Regions from separate parts of the Mus musculus genome. Here region 2 is linked to region 1. Evidence: chromatin contacts called from public Hi-C data. All regions are on one chromosome and are shown on one strand. Each heading gives the region's core, a stretch centred on a gene start, on an enhancer-like site or on the middle of the called end of the contact. The rest is flanking DNA. Distances are from core to core; before and after follow the strand shown.

The links. A called contact is a pair of places that touch in the nucleus more often than the background predicts.
Region 2: a contact with region 1 is called in a Hi-C map of liver, with 8 times the contacts expected there. The contact joins the promoter of Klf3 here to the enhancer-like site in region 1. A contact is called at or near these places in 12 of 39 promoter capture datasets (the 3T3-L1 cell line, 3T3-L1-derived adipocytes, the SN4741 cell line and 7 more), 39 of 484 Hi-C or Micro-C datasets (the AML12 cell line, CD4 T cells, DN3 thymocytes and 19 more), 15 of 115 datasets of contacts at active chromatin or transcription factors (CD8 T cells, the SCID.adh cell line, acute myeloid leukemia and 9 more) and 3 of 9 other capture datasets (adipose tissue, liver and pancreatic islet).

The regions. Positions count from the first base shown.
Region 1 is chr5:64,745,354-64,752,668 of GRCm38.p6, forward strand. No RefSeq gene overlaps it. Among named protein-coding and RNA genes, the nearest start is that of Gm26761, 50 kb to the left of the region's middle. Within about 2 kb of position 5,813, at least 35 of the 459 cell types and tissues checked have an H3K27ac peak or open chromatin away from gene starts, as enhancers often do. A contact at or near this core is called in the AML12 cell line, the SCID.adh cell line, bone marrow-derived macrophages and 4 more, where this site is marked.
Region 2 is chr5:64,799,793-64,807,281 of GRCm38.p6, forward strand. It overlaps Klf3 (Kruppel-like factor 3 (basic)), which reads left to right and starts at 3,729. Exons shown (of 6, transcript NM_008453.6): 1 at 3,729-3,999. Gm38457 reads right to left here. Exons shown (of 2, transcript XM_006504241.4): 1 at 4,258-7,489; 2 at 2,578-4,167. The coding sequence starts at 4,497. The coding sequence ends at 3,703.

The DNA.
Region 1 (7,315 bases), core at 4,563-7,062:
AATACTTAGTTCCTAACTGAGGACATTGTTTATGGAGTTTTAGGAGATGTGGCTTTCTTAGAGCAAGGGTATCACTCGAGGTGGGCTTTCAGAGTTTGAAGACTCATGCTATTTTGAGTTCATTTTCTCTGCTTCGTCTTGTGGTTCAAGAGGTTGATCCTCAGCGACTCCATCCTACCTTTACTTGGCCATCATGGAATCTTAACCTCTGGAACCGGAAGCTCTAGGAAACTGTCCTTCTAGAGAGGCATTCTCAACCTGTGGGTTGTGACCCCTGTTCTCGTGTAATAGACATCCTGCCTATCAGATATTACAATCCATAACAGTAGCAAAATTACAGTTATGAAGTAGCAACAAAAAATAATTTTATAGAGGTCGCCACAATGTGAGGATGGGTCACAGTGTTAGGCAGGTTGAGAGCCACTGCTCCATAGGCTGCCTTGCTCACAGTGTTTTATCTCAGCAATAGAAACGTAAGACCCTGTCTCGAATTAAAAGAGAAAAGGAAGCAGGGCGCGTTGGCGCACGCCTTTAATCCCAGCACTCGGGAGGCAGAGGCAGGCGGATTTCTGAGTTCGAGGCCAGCCTGGTCTACAGAGTGAGTTCCAGGACAGCCAGGGCTATACAGAGAAACCTTGTCTCAAAAAAAGAAAAAGAAAAAAAGAAAAAGAAAAGGAAAACAAGAGAGAAAAAGGAGGAAGTAGCACAGAGGGAGAGAGGACAGGGTACCTAACCCTTGCATGGCTTCGTGACAAAGGAGCAAACAACAACACAGCTTGTGGTCGGATTTTAGTCTTTATTATAAGGAAATAATTGCTGGTCTCAGTGATGGTGGTGCACTTCTTTAATCCCAGTGCTCACAGGTAGATCTCTGTGAGTTCAAGGCCAGCCTGGTCTACAGAGTGAGTTCCAGGATAGCCAGAGCTACACAGAGAAACCCTGTCTCAAAGAAGAAAAAAAAAAGTAAGGAAAGAATTGCTGGAGCAACATTTATGTACTTTTTTAATGTGTCCAAAGTTAAACAGAATTTAACATTGAATTAGAAATAGTTTTTAATGATCTGTTCTTATTCTTAACTTGTGTGCCTCTGTGTGTGTGTGTTTGTGTGCGTGCGTGCAGATTTGTACACATGGGTATAGGTACCCTCAGAGGTCCAAAGAGGGCATGAGATCCCCAGGACTTGGAGTTGTGAGCCGTCCTGTGTGGATGCTGGGAATAGAATTTGGGTCCTCTATGAGAGCAAGTGGTTTTAACCACTGAACTGCCTTTCCAGCCCCACGAGTTAGCAGTAATTTTAAAGTATTGTCTGCTCTAAACAAAAAAACATTTTCAATTTTATTTTTTCATTTTCTTCTGCAAAGCAAAATTTGGGAATTACAAGTGACAAAGAAACTTCTCTTCACCTCCAGATTTCTTTTATCAGTTGCCAGTGGTCCCCATGGCGTGTTTAAAAGCATGAGAACTGTCTAAAGTGGAAATTCAGCTTTGAAACCCATCTAATGGCAGCAGAGGAAAGCAGGCCCCGGGGAATACATTCTAAAACACGGTGTCACTACTATATCAAAACTTCAGAAAAGTTATGACTCTGTACAAAGGAAATGCACCTGGCAGAGAGCGCCCATCAGCTTCCAGGTGAACCTGCTCGTTCAGTGTGCCCTTAGCCAAGATCTGGAAAGAAGGAAAGGGAACCAGTAGGCACTGTTCCCCCTTGTTCATCTGTCTGGGGAGTCACCCTCAGCTCTTCTCCGCAAGCTGAGAAAATTGGATTTGTAAATGGCTAACCTACCAACCTTGCCCAGGGCTCTGGTGCAAGCGTGGATTTACTACTCTGGAGTCCCTGAAATTGATGCCTAATTCTATTGTTTGCCTTTTGATTCTCTAAAATGTGCGTTAGCCTGTGGTTGCGTTGGGGTATATTTGTTGAAATGAATGTGTTCTTTCCTTACAGCGTCCAGTGGTTCACAATGAGAATGCTTTAGAGTATTCGGAAACTTAATAAATGAATATTAAAACAAAGGAGGTGGAGCTACAAGACTTCAGACGGTTTCCAAAGTGCCCTCCTAATTGGCTGAAGCAATTAACTTCTATAGCCATTTATGCAGGAATTTCACCAAGCCCCAAGTAACAACTTTAGCCCAACACCCTTTTCCCTCCAATAGAGAAAAAGAGATTCCCGTTCTGCATAAAGTATGCCTCTTTGCAGCTTTTTCTTAGAGCTGGACATTTTTTTCTTTTAAAAACAAATATGGCTGAACACTTTACAGGACTGTTAAACTGTAGCCATATATCTGGCTCCAATTCTCTTCCTGGGTGGGGCCCAGCTGGCACAGGGTGTACCCTCAAAGACTGTTTGACCTTAAATGCCCTGCTTTGAGCACAGGGAAGATGGCTGGGAAGGTACATTTTTTTAAAGATTTTTATTTATTTATCTTTTTTAATTAGGTATTTTCTTCATTTACATTTCAAATGCTATCCCAAAAGTCCCCCAGGCCCCCCCTCCCCTCCCCTACCCACCTGGAAGGTAAATTTTTATCTTCACTCCCTGTTGTAGGACAAATGCACGGTATGAAGCCTGACCTACACCGCAGAAGAGAAACTACAGGTCCCCCTGTCCAACCTGGGAGGAAGACCTTCCTTTGAGAAAGGGCAGCAGTCCTTGCCTTCTCTGACCCTCTCAGGGCCATGCTGCCAGCTGCAGAGATGTAGCTGGCAGGCCATTGGCACAGGACTTTGGGTGGGATCTGAGGTAGGAGGACTCATACGCTGTGAAGGGCAAATTCCAAATTCTGAAAATATACTGTGCTGACTATAGCATCTTTTAGCATTTCTGCATTTTTTTTTGGTTATGTATTTAGTTATTTATAATTAAACTGAAATGGAGAGAGAGAGAGGGAGGGAGGGAGGGAGGGAGGGAGGGAGGGAGAGAAGAGAAGAGAAGAGAAGAGAAGAGAAGAGAAGAGATAGCTCTCTGGATCTGGGAAGTCATACGACCCATTAGAAGAAGGCAGGATGTTCACAAAATGCCATATGGTTTCTTTAGAAGAGAGCTGGTCATCCAGAGACCATCAACAGAGCCAGCACAAACAGGTAACACAGAGGCTGTCTCTCTCATGGTCATCCTGTCTATGACGTGTATTTCCCCCCAGATTATCAAAAGCAAAGACACGCACTTTAAGGGGCCAACACACACACAGAGTAAATCTTGCGCATGTCCTGAGACTTGTTTTCTTTATTTAGCACTTAAGTTGGTATTTATCCTTGAAGACCCAATGGATGCAGTTCCCAATTAAACTTGACTGCTGAGCAGTATCATATTGCTTCCCTTGGACCTACCACCTGTATTTTAAGTGACAGTGAGTATCACTCTGTGGATGATCTGGTATATTCCCCCAGTCACTTTGGCCTTTCCTTTTCAGAAGTCTGACCATGGATTCTCGTTGTTAATTTTCCATGCATGTCAAACACCAAAAGGTAAGTTTTTAAAACTACAGGCCAGCATCTTACAGGTACCATACTATATCTTGATGAGTGGACGTTGGGTTTTCTAACTCCCTCATGAAAATAGCAGCCAAGATTGTGCACTTTACCCGTCTAGATATGTATGTATGTATAAGTCACCTGTTGCCTTCTCTGTGTGTGCATTTATGTATGTGCAAGTGTGTGTACATGCATGTGTAGGCCATGCTCTAGGCTGTCTTTCTCAATTGCTGTTCCCCTTAATGTTTTGAGACAGCATCTCTCACTGAACCTGAAGCTCCCAGACTAAGCCAGGCTTTCTGACCAGTGAGCCCCCAGAGAACCATCTGTCTCTTCTTCCTTAACACTGGGATTACAGACATCGCCATTTCTTTTTTTTTTTTCTTTTGTGGATTCTGGGATACAAACTCAGATCCTTAAACATCCTTAAACATGTGACAGGCATTCTACCATGCCCAGCTCAGTCACCCTTGTTAAAGAGAGGTTCTGTAGAGTCAAAGTCAGATTCATCGGAAGTCCTCTTCCTTTCCCAGATAGATTCATGGTGACAAGTATCTCCTTCAGATGTTCCAGATTCTACACTAGTGATAAATAAAGATTATACTTGTTAAAGATGGGGGGTGGGAGATTGAAGAAAGAGAGAGAGAGAGAGAGAGAGAGATAGAGAGAGAGAGAGAAGTGTTTTGAGGGGGAGGGGTGGAGAAGCAGGAAGAAAAGGAAGAAGAGAAAGAAAGAGAAGGAGGAAGACTGACCTGAGCCAAAACCCGCCCTAGGGTGTGGCACTGCAGCCCCGTGCTAGCCTAGAGGCAAAGCCAGGCATAAAGGAGTTATTCTCTCACAAACAAAAGCTGGGAAAGAAGCCCTTTTTCCTTTTCCTTAAAAAAAAAAAAAAGTCTTAATGAAAATAATTTTAAAGTCGCACCCTGAAACTTTGACTTGATACTCTTACATTGCTGCCGTTAAAGTCGGTTTCTCTCTTTCCCTGGAAACTGTCCTATGACGCGTACGTTTCTTGAGGGGGAAAACCAAAACAGTCCCCCTTTCTAAGGACAAAGAACGTGCCGAGTCTTCACAGTTACTCATCAAGCATGCTTAGGCCTCAGCTACCCTGGGCTCAGTCCTAGACAGCTGCTCTGAAACCATGAAAACCATTGCATTGCTAGTTACCGGAGGAGCGGGTGTGTGTGTGTGTGTGTGTGTGTGTGTGTGTGTGTGTGTGTGTAAGTGCTGTGATCGCTCTATCAGTGCTGGGGATGTCTGTGTTAAGGTTAAACCTTTATATTTTAATCTTATGAAGTCCCTTCCATTCCTCCCTAGCTGGGGACACCTTCGGTGGCATTGTTCTTGCCATTTTGTTTTGTTTTTTATTCATTGTTGTTTTGTTGTTCACTTTGAGATAAGATCTTACTCTGTAACCCAAGATGCCTGGAGCACATGGTAACTCAGGCTGACCTCAAACTCAGAACCATCCTCCTGCCTCAGTCTTCCCAGTGCTGTGATTATATACATGTTACCACTTCCAGCTGCATCCCTTTTATCCCTTTGTTCTGGCTGGCCTTGCTCCTATGGAAATGCACTCATATATATCTAATTCTGCAAGGATCTGCAAGGATTTCTCAAATACCCAGAGAGACCCAGAGAAGCCAGATTGAGAAGCCCTAAACTGAGATGGCACTGCCAAGAATCCACATGTAATAGAATCAGAGAGACGGCAGGTGCGATGAACCTGTATAGCAACTGCAGACCAAAGCCAGTCTCAGTATCTGGGTAATAGAGAAAGACCTGCCCATCCTGAGTCAGTCCTTATCAGACACGCCCAAATCTATTATGGGAAACAAGAGTATGTCATCAATACACTGTTATTACATACAGCATATGATGGTGTCCTTGAGGTAATGCCAAGTCACAAGACTTACTGATAATAAGAAGTTCTCATCAAAAACCCATATACCAGCATCAAGTACCAGAAACAGGTAAATGAAGGGCCCTGCCCATCAGAGCCCTTGATCTTGACATCACACACTGCTTATTGCTTCCAGTGTACCAGGCATTCTTAGCCCTTCATCAACTTCAAAGATCTCTCTCTCTCTCTCTCTCTCTCTCTCTCTCTCTCTCTCTCTCTCACACACACACACACACACACACACACACACACACACACACACACACACACACAAACACGAAGGGAGCAAGTGTCATTTTCCTGGGATCTATCTAATCTTTTGCAAGCCTCCTGGCCACAGTCCAAAAATTTCTGTCCTCACAATAACTTGTACATTTGCACAGTGACTGATCTGTGGTAGTCATACACACGGCACTTTAAACATCCCATGGACATGGTTTTGAAACTTCTTACTCGTGGTTTTGAGGTAGGATCAAATCATGTTCATGGCCAGCCTGGAACTCACAACAATCTCCCTTGCCTCTGACTCCCTCCCCAGTATTGGGAATTCAGATATCCACCAGCATACCTGTGCTTTAGCCTCCTTTAGCTCACAGGCTATGCAAGCAGGAGGCATTTCAGAGGCAATCAGAGGCTGATTTATAAATAAGGAAATGAGACTTGGATGATACAGGGTACTGGCACAGCTGTACCCTTCCCCGGGGGAAGGAAGCAATCCTTCAGGAAGTTATTCCACGCTGCCCTGGCTCAAAGTGCACCAAAGTCACCACACAGGCTTTGGTGACAACAGCTCGAGAGACAGTGACATTAGTCCAGGACAGAACGGCCAGAGACAAGGAGTGCCAAACCCTGGTGTCATTGTCATAGAAGCAGAGGCACCCAAATGAGCTTCCCCTCACTCCAAAGGGGGAAGCCTGGTCCACAAAACTAACAAGACATCATATTTAAAGTCACCCCAAAGGAGGCCAGGAAACCAAACCTGTGCCCTGACGCTACCTACCTCTAAGAACGCCAGGGGCAACTCATCCTAAAGCCTGCCTAAAGTAGGGAGAGAAAGGAGAGACCCTGCCCCCAAGCAGTCACCTTTTTGTCTTATCAAGCTGGAAGGATGAGTGACTGCCCTGTTTCCAATGCATTTAAACTGTCCTCAGCCTGAGGACCGCTCTCGGGGTTTTCATTGTCCCTGAAAAGCAAACATAGAAGAGAGAGGGAGATCATCTGAGAGAAACAAACCAGGGAAAGAGATCGGGTGAGGGTGTGACCTGTGGCTCCTGACTAATGCCACTCATGACTCCTCACTGAATGACAGTAGATGACAAACTGAGAAAGAAAGCTGGCATGCCTGAGCACCCGGGCCTGATGCTCAGGCTCAGCAAAGCAAAAGCAAAACAAAGCCAACCCACCGCATGGTCCAGCACCTGTAGCCCCAGCTACTCAGGAGGCTGAGACAGAAGGATTGCATATTAGAGTCTGAGACCATACCAGGGAGTGGTGGCAAACACTTTTAATCCCAGCATTTGGGAGGCAGAGGCAGGCAGGTCTCTGTGAGTTTGAGGCCAGCCTGGTCTACAGAGTGAGTTCCAGGACAGCCAGGGCTACCCAGAGAAACCTCAAATACACAAACAAAGAAACAAACAAACAACAAAAGTCTGAGGCTAGGTAGACAACATTGCAAGACCATGTCTGCTGAAACAACAACCAAACCACACTAATACCGAAACAAACAAGGTTCTATCCCCTCTCCTAGGGGACATAACACTGGAATAGGAGAACATAGCACATAGTTGTTTAACTGTAGTTTTGTTTGTTTATTTGTTTTTCTCTAAAGAAAGTAGTTTAGAGGTTAGAAAAATGGCTTACATGACACCTTGAGTTCTGTCCCCAGGACCCACATCAGGTGACTCACAACCCCCTGACCCACACTTCTAACATTTT
Region 2 (7,489 bases), core at 2,479-4,978, 52 kb after region 1:
TATGTTGTAATGGTTATGATGTTTTAGTCATGGCAACAGAAAATGAACTACGACTGGAGTTTGTACCAGGAGTGGGGTATTACTGTGACAGACTAACCAGGAGTGGGGTTTGGGGGAAAGTAGAAGACTTTGGACCTTTCGACTAGAACACAGTTGAATTTTTAAAGCAGGATTTAGTGGGATGGCCTTGGAAGACAGTGCTGATAGCCTTGGGAACTTTGGAGGAGCAGCTCAAAAGGCTTCAGAGGAAGCAAGGACTTTAACAGCAACTGGGCAGCTCTTGTGAAACTTTAGCAAAAGTGGTATCTGCCTCTGCCTTTGTCCTAAGAATTTGCCTGAGGTGAAGTTCAAAATTGGTGACCTGATTCCTTTGGAGGACATTTCAAGACAGCCTAATAATGACTGTTGCATGGTTATATAGGTCTACAGTAAAAAGAGCAAGTAGCATACGAAGAAATACAGGACGGACAGTTTGAAGAGGAAAAAGAGCACTGTGAGCCTTAGTGCTGCTGACAAGCCTAGTGAAGAAAGAGATAAGGAGACAAAGGATGGGTCTGAGCTGCATTGGAAGAAAGGTGAGAGCGCTCCAAGGGCAAGACCCCACCCAGCTAAGCTTCCAAAGAATTATCTTCTCCTAGGAAGGAACAAACACAAAAGCTACAGCAAATGCATTCAAGGGGAACAGGGTCCATCCCAAACTGGCAGCCAAACTGGGCAGTGTCGTCCATGCGATACTGACTTTAGTCATGAAGGCTATATAAATAAAGGGACTGTCCAGTCTCCACGGTTTCAGAGTGCCACCGAGGCCAGGTCTTTGGCAGAGAAATCTCTTCTCCGGGGACACGAAAGTTACTTGTGTGAAGCTGTGGAAGTGAGGCCCAAGCTGTTAGAGATGCCATATCAGTGAGATATCTACCAAGGAGAGCTGCCCATAAGGCGTGGAATGGACCCAAGAGAGACGAGTGTGTTACCGGCAGCAGAGCTGGAATGTTAGAGACATTTGGCATCAGACAAAGAGATAGAGAACTTTGGAGTTTTTCCCTGCTGCGGTTCAGAGTTGCTTTGCTCCAGTATTTGCTCTCTATACCTCCATCCCTCCCTTTTGAAATGGTTGTGTATATTCTGTGCCACTGTACATTAGAAGCATGTCACTTGCTTTTAAATTTTATAGAAAGTTATAACTAAGAGATTGTCTTGAGCCTTGGAAGAGACTTTGGACTTAGAAATCAGGGTTGGGACTGAAAGACTATGAGGACGTTTGAAGCTGGACTAAATGTGTTTTGCATTACTGTATGGTCAGACTAGAGATGCCAGTGAGCAGAACGTGCTGGTCTGAATGAGATCTTCTTGGGCACCTGAATACTTGGTTTCCTGTTGGTAGCCCTGTTTCCGGAGGTTTGGGAGATGCCTTGCTGGAGGAAGGGGGTTGCTGGGGAGTGGCTTGAGATATCAAAAGGCCACCCCACCCCATCCCCAGTTAGTGCTATGCTTCTCCAGTTCAGAATGTAAGCTCTCAGCAGGTCCTGCTGCCATACCTACCTGGGGCCACACTTTCCCACGGTGATGGTGATGAGGATGAAACCACAAACCCCAAATGAACCCTTCCTTCTCGAAGGTAGCTTGATCATGGCATTCAGCAGAGCAATAGAAAAGTAACTAAGACAGATACCCTTCGGTACAGATAGAAAGGTCGAACCCAAACTGAGTCACCCAAGAAACTGACACATTTAGATCTGTACTTTATTTAGAAAGGACATTCTTACTCCATTGCTTCCACTCTCTTCCCACACCTTTAATCATGCTACAAATGGGAGACACTGTTGCAACAGGGTGTACCAGGGTAGTGGCCAAGGAGTAAGTAATGATGGGAGACAGTTTGGCGATCTGCTAGGGAGGGGCAAGGGTCAGGGATGACTTCAGGCAGTTCCGACTTGCCCACCTGGAAGAGTTTCTGTGTCTCTTGCTGAGCTACTCAGCACTACAAGCACTCAGGCTTTGATTAGATCTTTTTCCCTAGAGGCACCCAAATCAGTGCTCACTAAGGTGTTAACCCCCACCCCCATCCCCACCCTTCTTATCTTGGGCCACTTTTCAAGCCATCTGATCTACTTTATCTTTTTTTTTCTTTCTATCTCTCATTTAAATCCTAGCCATTCAAATATATTGCTAATGATTGGTCACCTAGGAGCAGCAATTTACAAATCACACACACAAACAAAAACCCAACTTTTTCTTTGACTATTTTATTTGGAAATAAACCACCCAAGACCCTCACCACTTACATTTTAAACAGGACATTATACTGGAATGTGAACTAGTGGGTTCTGGGTCTCCTCAGGACAGACAATTTCAGTGTTGGAGGTTACTGGGTTCTAGTTTAATTGTACCTTGTAGTTACAACAAGGAGTGGGGAATCTATGTATCACTACGTTTTAAGTAGTACCATGCCTGGCTGAAGCATCAAAGTGAAGTGAGAATGGTGAACTTACAGGGCCTTTAAAACATCTTGAAGTAATAACAAGCCATAGACTGAAGCCGGGTTGTTTTAAAACATTACACAGAACTAAAACAATTGAACCAATTTGTCCTTTGTTCTTTTTATTGCGTTCCTTATTACATTAATACTGTTTTAAAAGGAAACTCAAAAGCCTCCGACTCTAGCCTAGCACCAAGCTCAGCGAAGTTGTCCTCGCGCTGGCCTGGTTTCCACGGAAAAAGTGCCTTGAGGCTCTTAAAGTGTGAAAGGAAAGGTCCCGGGGCTGAGCCCCAGGCCAGCCAGAGCTCTCGCCCCAGGTGGGAGGATCTGCCCGAAGTTTGCTAAATTTTCTGGCAGCAAGGCTGACCAGCGAACGCCTTTTCGCTCCAGAGCATCGGGCCCTTGGGGAGTCGCACTCCTCCGGGGGTCTCCACCTTTCCAAGAAAAGTCCCTCCAGGCTGGAAGCGGCCCCTGCAGGGTAGGCGAAAGAACAGGGGCGACCCGAAGTCTCCGAACAGCGCCAGCGCGCAGGCTGCAGCGCGACCCCTGTGCACAAGGCAGCGATCGCTCCTGGAGCACCGCGCTCCCCGACGTAGGGACAGGGCATCCTGGGCCGCAACACCCGCTCCACCGCCCTCTGCCCGGGAGGGGCGGCCCTTCCCGCGGGAGCGAGTGATTGACGGCCTCGCTCCCCCACTCCTCGGCTCGCCTGCGAACCCGGGCTGTGTGTTTTGGAAGCGGCGCTAGGGGCCGTAGAGCGTGTGACGCCCGGAGCGGGCCAACGCCGCCCTTCCTTCCCCCCGGGGCTCGGGCCGCAGCGAGGAGGCCAGGACAGCTAGGGCGGGGCCGCGGGCTCAGGGCGCCGGGCGGAGCGCTCAGGCGGGGTGGAGGCCCAGGGTGGAGAGCCGGGCGGGGGCCGCTCACGCCCAGCCCCGAGGCCGCGCCGCGCCTCCCGGGACAGGTCGAGCCGGCGGGGCGGCGCCCGGCTCCGGGGAATAATGAGTGTCTGTCAGGCTGGCCCCGGGTGACTGGGCGGGGCGCGGGCGGGGGCGGCGCGGGAGGCGGGGGCGGGGAAGGGCAGGGCGGGGTGCGTGTTTGCCAGTGACTCGCCGACCCCTCCGGCGGCTGCCTCCACCCAAGTGGGTGGGGACCCCTCCCAGCCCGGGCGGCTGTGGCGGCTCCCGCTGCCCCTCCCTGACCCTCCCACCCCGGCTCCCAGCCTCTACTTACCCCGCCAGCCCCGGGGAGGCTCGCAGAGCGAGCGGCGCCGGCGTCATGTGACTGCCCAGAGTTGGTGCCAAGGAGCCAGAGGGGAGCGGGGAGCCGAGCCGCGCGGAGCCGCGGCCGGAGCGCAGTGCGAGCGCCACCCGAGCCAACCCCACCCGCGCGTCCGTGCGGTCGCGGTCCCTATCCCGGACGCCGTCCGGCCCGAAGCGCTTGACCTGCCGGCCCGCGGGGTTCCGGGCGCCGGGGAGCCGGGCCTGGGTTTCTTGGCCGCTGCGCTCGGCACCGCGCTTGGCAGAGTAAGTCCCCGCGCCCTCACCTTGCCGTCCTGCGCCCCGCTTTGCGCCGCATCTGCTTGCTTCTCTCTCTTTCTCTCCTTTTTTTTTTCCCTTCGGAGAAAGCAGGACGCGGAGAACGGGTTCGGGGTGCAGCGAGGGCTCCTTCGGGCTTGGGAAAGTGCTTCGGAGCTGGGGTGGAGGAGCGAGGGGGAGGGGATGGCGGGCGGGATCGTGGGATAGGGGAACTCGGTGGATTGGGAGCCCGCGGGCGGGGCTCACCTGTGTGGTCCCGGGTCCCCCGCGCTCGGTTCCCATCGGAGCCCCCGGCGCACCCCGCGAGCGGCCGCGTTGGAAGGAGCCAGGTAGCGGCGAGGCCGCGCGCCTGCTCCTCCCCCTCCCGCCTGGACTCGGGGCTCCCGCCCCCCGCCCGCGCCCCCCAGCTGCCGCCCAGCAAACTTGGAGCCCAGCCTCCAGCGCCCCTGGCGAGAAACTTGGGGGCGATTGGGACTGAAGAAGCATCCCCTTTTCCGTACCCGGAGCGCGCTAACTGCTGGGTCATTTGGCTTGTGGGGGAAGGCAGGGGGGAGGAAAAGAACCACCGAGGTTTGGAGAGACTGCCTTTGGGGACTTGGAGAGAACCTGCCGCAGTGCCTGAAGCAAAGGATTGCAGCGTGGCTAGCAGTGCAGAGCGCCTTCGGTGTTAGGGAACCGGAGCCCTGTAGGGACCACAGGACAGTGGTGTGGACCAGAACCTTTGGATAGCTTGGAGGTGGCAAATAAGAGTTGGAATTGTCATATCCATGTCTTTGGCGGATAACAGAAACACTTCTGTAAATTTTTACTGCAGTACTTACAATAGTAGTATTTTACAATAATACTAATTGAATATGAATGAGCCTTTGAATAATTCAGGTTAAATGGACACTGGATAATGTTTACCTTGTATTCTTCAAAATAAACACTTTACACAGAGTCATTGAGATTTTATTTTACACGGAGTCATGAGATTTGGTTCTAAGAACTTATATTTTTTTTCCTCTAATATTGTTGGAGATACTTTATTCTCAAGAGTGGTGTTGGGGGGGAAGTATGAATTGGTATTCTGAATTCATTTGGATTTGATATCTTGTCACTAAGCAAAATTGAGTGAACGTGGGCCAGTTAAGATAAATGAGAACTTTATGCATAAATTTGAGGAACACTTTTTATAAGAAATTCTGCTTGCATGATAACTTGCCTCATCCCAGGAATGTAACAAACATCTTAATAATTTTGTAAGTTAGGGTTTATGAAGAAAGAGCCCCCTGAGTTATTCCGTGGCTTAAACGTGCGTGTTTACCTTAGGCTGTTTAGAGAAACCTGAAAGAAGATGTTTGATTAATTTATACTCCCTAGAGAAAAATCAGTTTTCTCATCATTGAGGTTTGCTGCAGACCGTCGCCGCTAGCCAAGTCCTGTGGAGGTGCTCTGTAGTGACCATTTGGCTGAAATTAAGGAGAGTATCAAAGTGTAGGAGTGACAGTAGCTGCTTGGGTTGCAAACCCTTCCCAATACAAAACTACATAGCTGTGGAGGGAGCTATTGTCTCTCTGCTGCAAAGTTTCTATATTAAAATGCAATCTTGTTGCTATGGGTACAGCGATGCCTTTCCCCCCTCCCCCCCTTTTTTTTCTTGTTAACCTGTAGTTTTGTCTACAGACCAATCCGTAAGTCCCTGATAATGGAAACCTGAGTTGAGTTAAATCATCTTGGCTAACAACATGTAAAGAAAAAACTACTGTGGGTGGGACTTTAAATGGACCCTGCTGCCTTTGAATATCTCAGGGAAAAGAGTCATTGTTAGATTATCTGGTAAAACTGGTGCTGGAGTTTACGAATTGCAGTAAAAATCACATTCCCAAAAGGGTGACTTTCAGTAGCTTTATGTGGAGAACCAGTGAGTAGCTATGTCCTTGACTACATTTGAAAAAAAAAAAAAACGAGATTTTCAAGTGGCTAAAGAGGCCAAGTCTGTCTTCTGTCTAGCTGTGACCAAAGGAAGCTTGAACTAGGTCCAGCTTTGGTTCTGTGGGATAACCCAGTTGTAACCTGGATTTTTACAGCAGTGCCTTCTCTAGATCTTCCTCAATATGCATGATGGCTAGATCTGGGCTAGATCTGATCATTTTCCATCGTAGAATTTAGTCAGGGCTGTTAGCCCTTGGGACCTGGCTGAAAGGGACAAAAGAAATCAGGAAGGAGGCTGGCACTAGGTAACTCGGAAGGTCTCTGCAGCTTGGAGATGATAAAATCGCATGTGTGCTTGGGATGTTTAGTGTATGCCCCAGCTCCTGTTTGTAAATAGGGCAGGTCCCCTTGTATAAAGCTGGTGTTATTATTCACACCCATAGAACAAACACCTCCACCCCCCTGTTGTTGTCTTAAAAAACTCCAGCTGCTCATGAATATAGGGTCAGGGAGGGCTGGCTAAATGTTTCTCTGTGCTCTCTCTCCAGCACTGCCGGCCGGGCTGTTTCCTGTTCTTTGTTTCAAGGCTGGGGTTTGCGTCATACATTCCAAGTGGCATATGTGTGCTCTTTCCTGTTTCAGGCTGTTTTCTGGTCGATCAGTAGCCTAAACCAGGCCATGGTCCCTGCCCCTAAACTTTGTATCCCCACCCAGGGAGCTATCATGTCTCTACACTGTGATTGCTCAAGATGCCTGTGTTATGTCATAATTGAGAAGTCAGTTAACCTTTTAACACACACCCTTTGCCCCACTGTTAAAGGGGCAAATCGATACTTTTTACCTTTTAAAAGTTATCCCGCTGATGGGATGTTAGGGATTTTGTGGGCATATGGACAAATCTAAAGGAAGGTGTTTTTGCAGTTTTCCTGTGAAGGTGGATACAGCCATTGTCGGGAGATAGGCACACTGCCCTGGAGCTGTCAAGTTTAGATCAGGATTAACACCTTGGAGTTAAAGATCTGGCATTATGCGAAAGCTCTGGCCCACCCTTGCTCATTTTCACTCTGGGCTGCCCCAGGTAGACCCAGGGGATGGAAAATTTAAATAGCTTAGCCACCTGGGCTTGAGTTGCAGAGTCTTGCTTGTTTTGAAGGAGAAATCTCTAGAAAAAATTATTCAAGCAAACCATGACATGTATCAAGAAAAAAAAAAATCCAGGGTTATTTCTTTTAGGGATAAAGATTAAACCAGCAGAATATTTTTTAAGGGCAAAGACTACTATATCCTAGAGGTGATTTCTAGCCCATGTTAAGAATAAAAATCTTAAGGAAAAGGAGAGGTAGGTGCTGATTGGTTTTCTTGAATGATGGTGTGGAAAATTGTAATCTTGTTTTGAAAACAGAGAGATGCGTATCTTTCTCATAATAATCAGTTTTTCAATCTTTAGCTCGTGGCCTCCACAGTCTGGATAAACTGTTTAGTAAGTTTCTCTCTCTCCCTGCTCTTGAGAAACTTTTTCTTTAAAAGAAAGAGTTGGGGGTGGGGACTTTTATGTGTCTTTTTC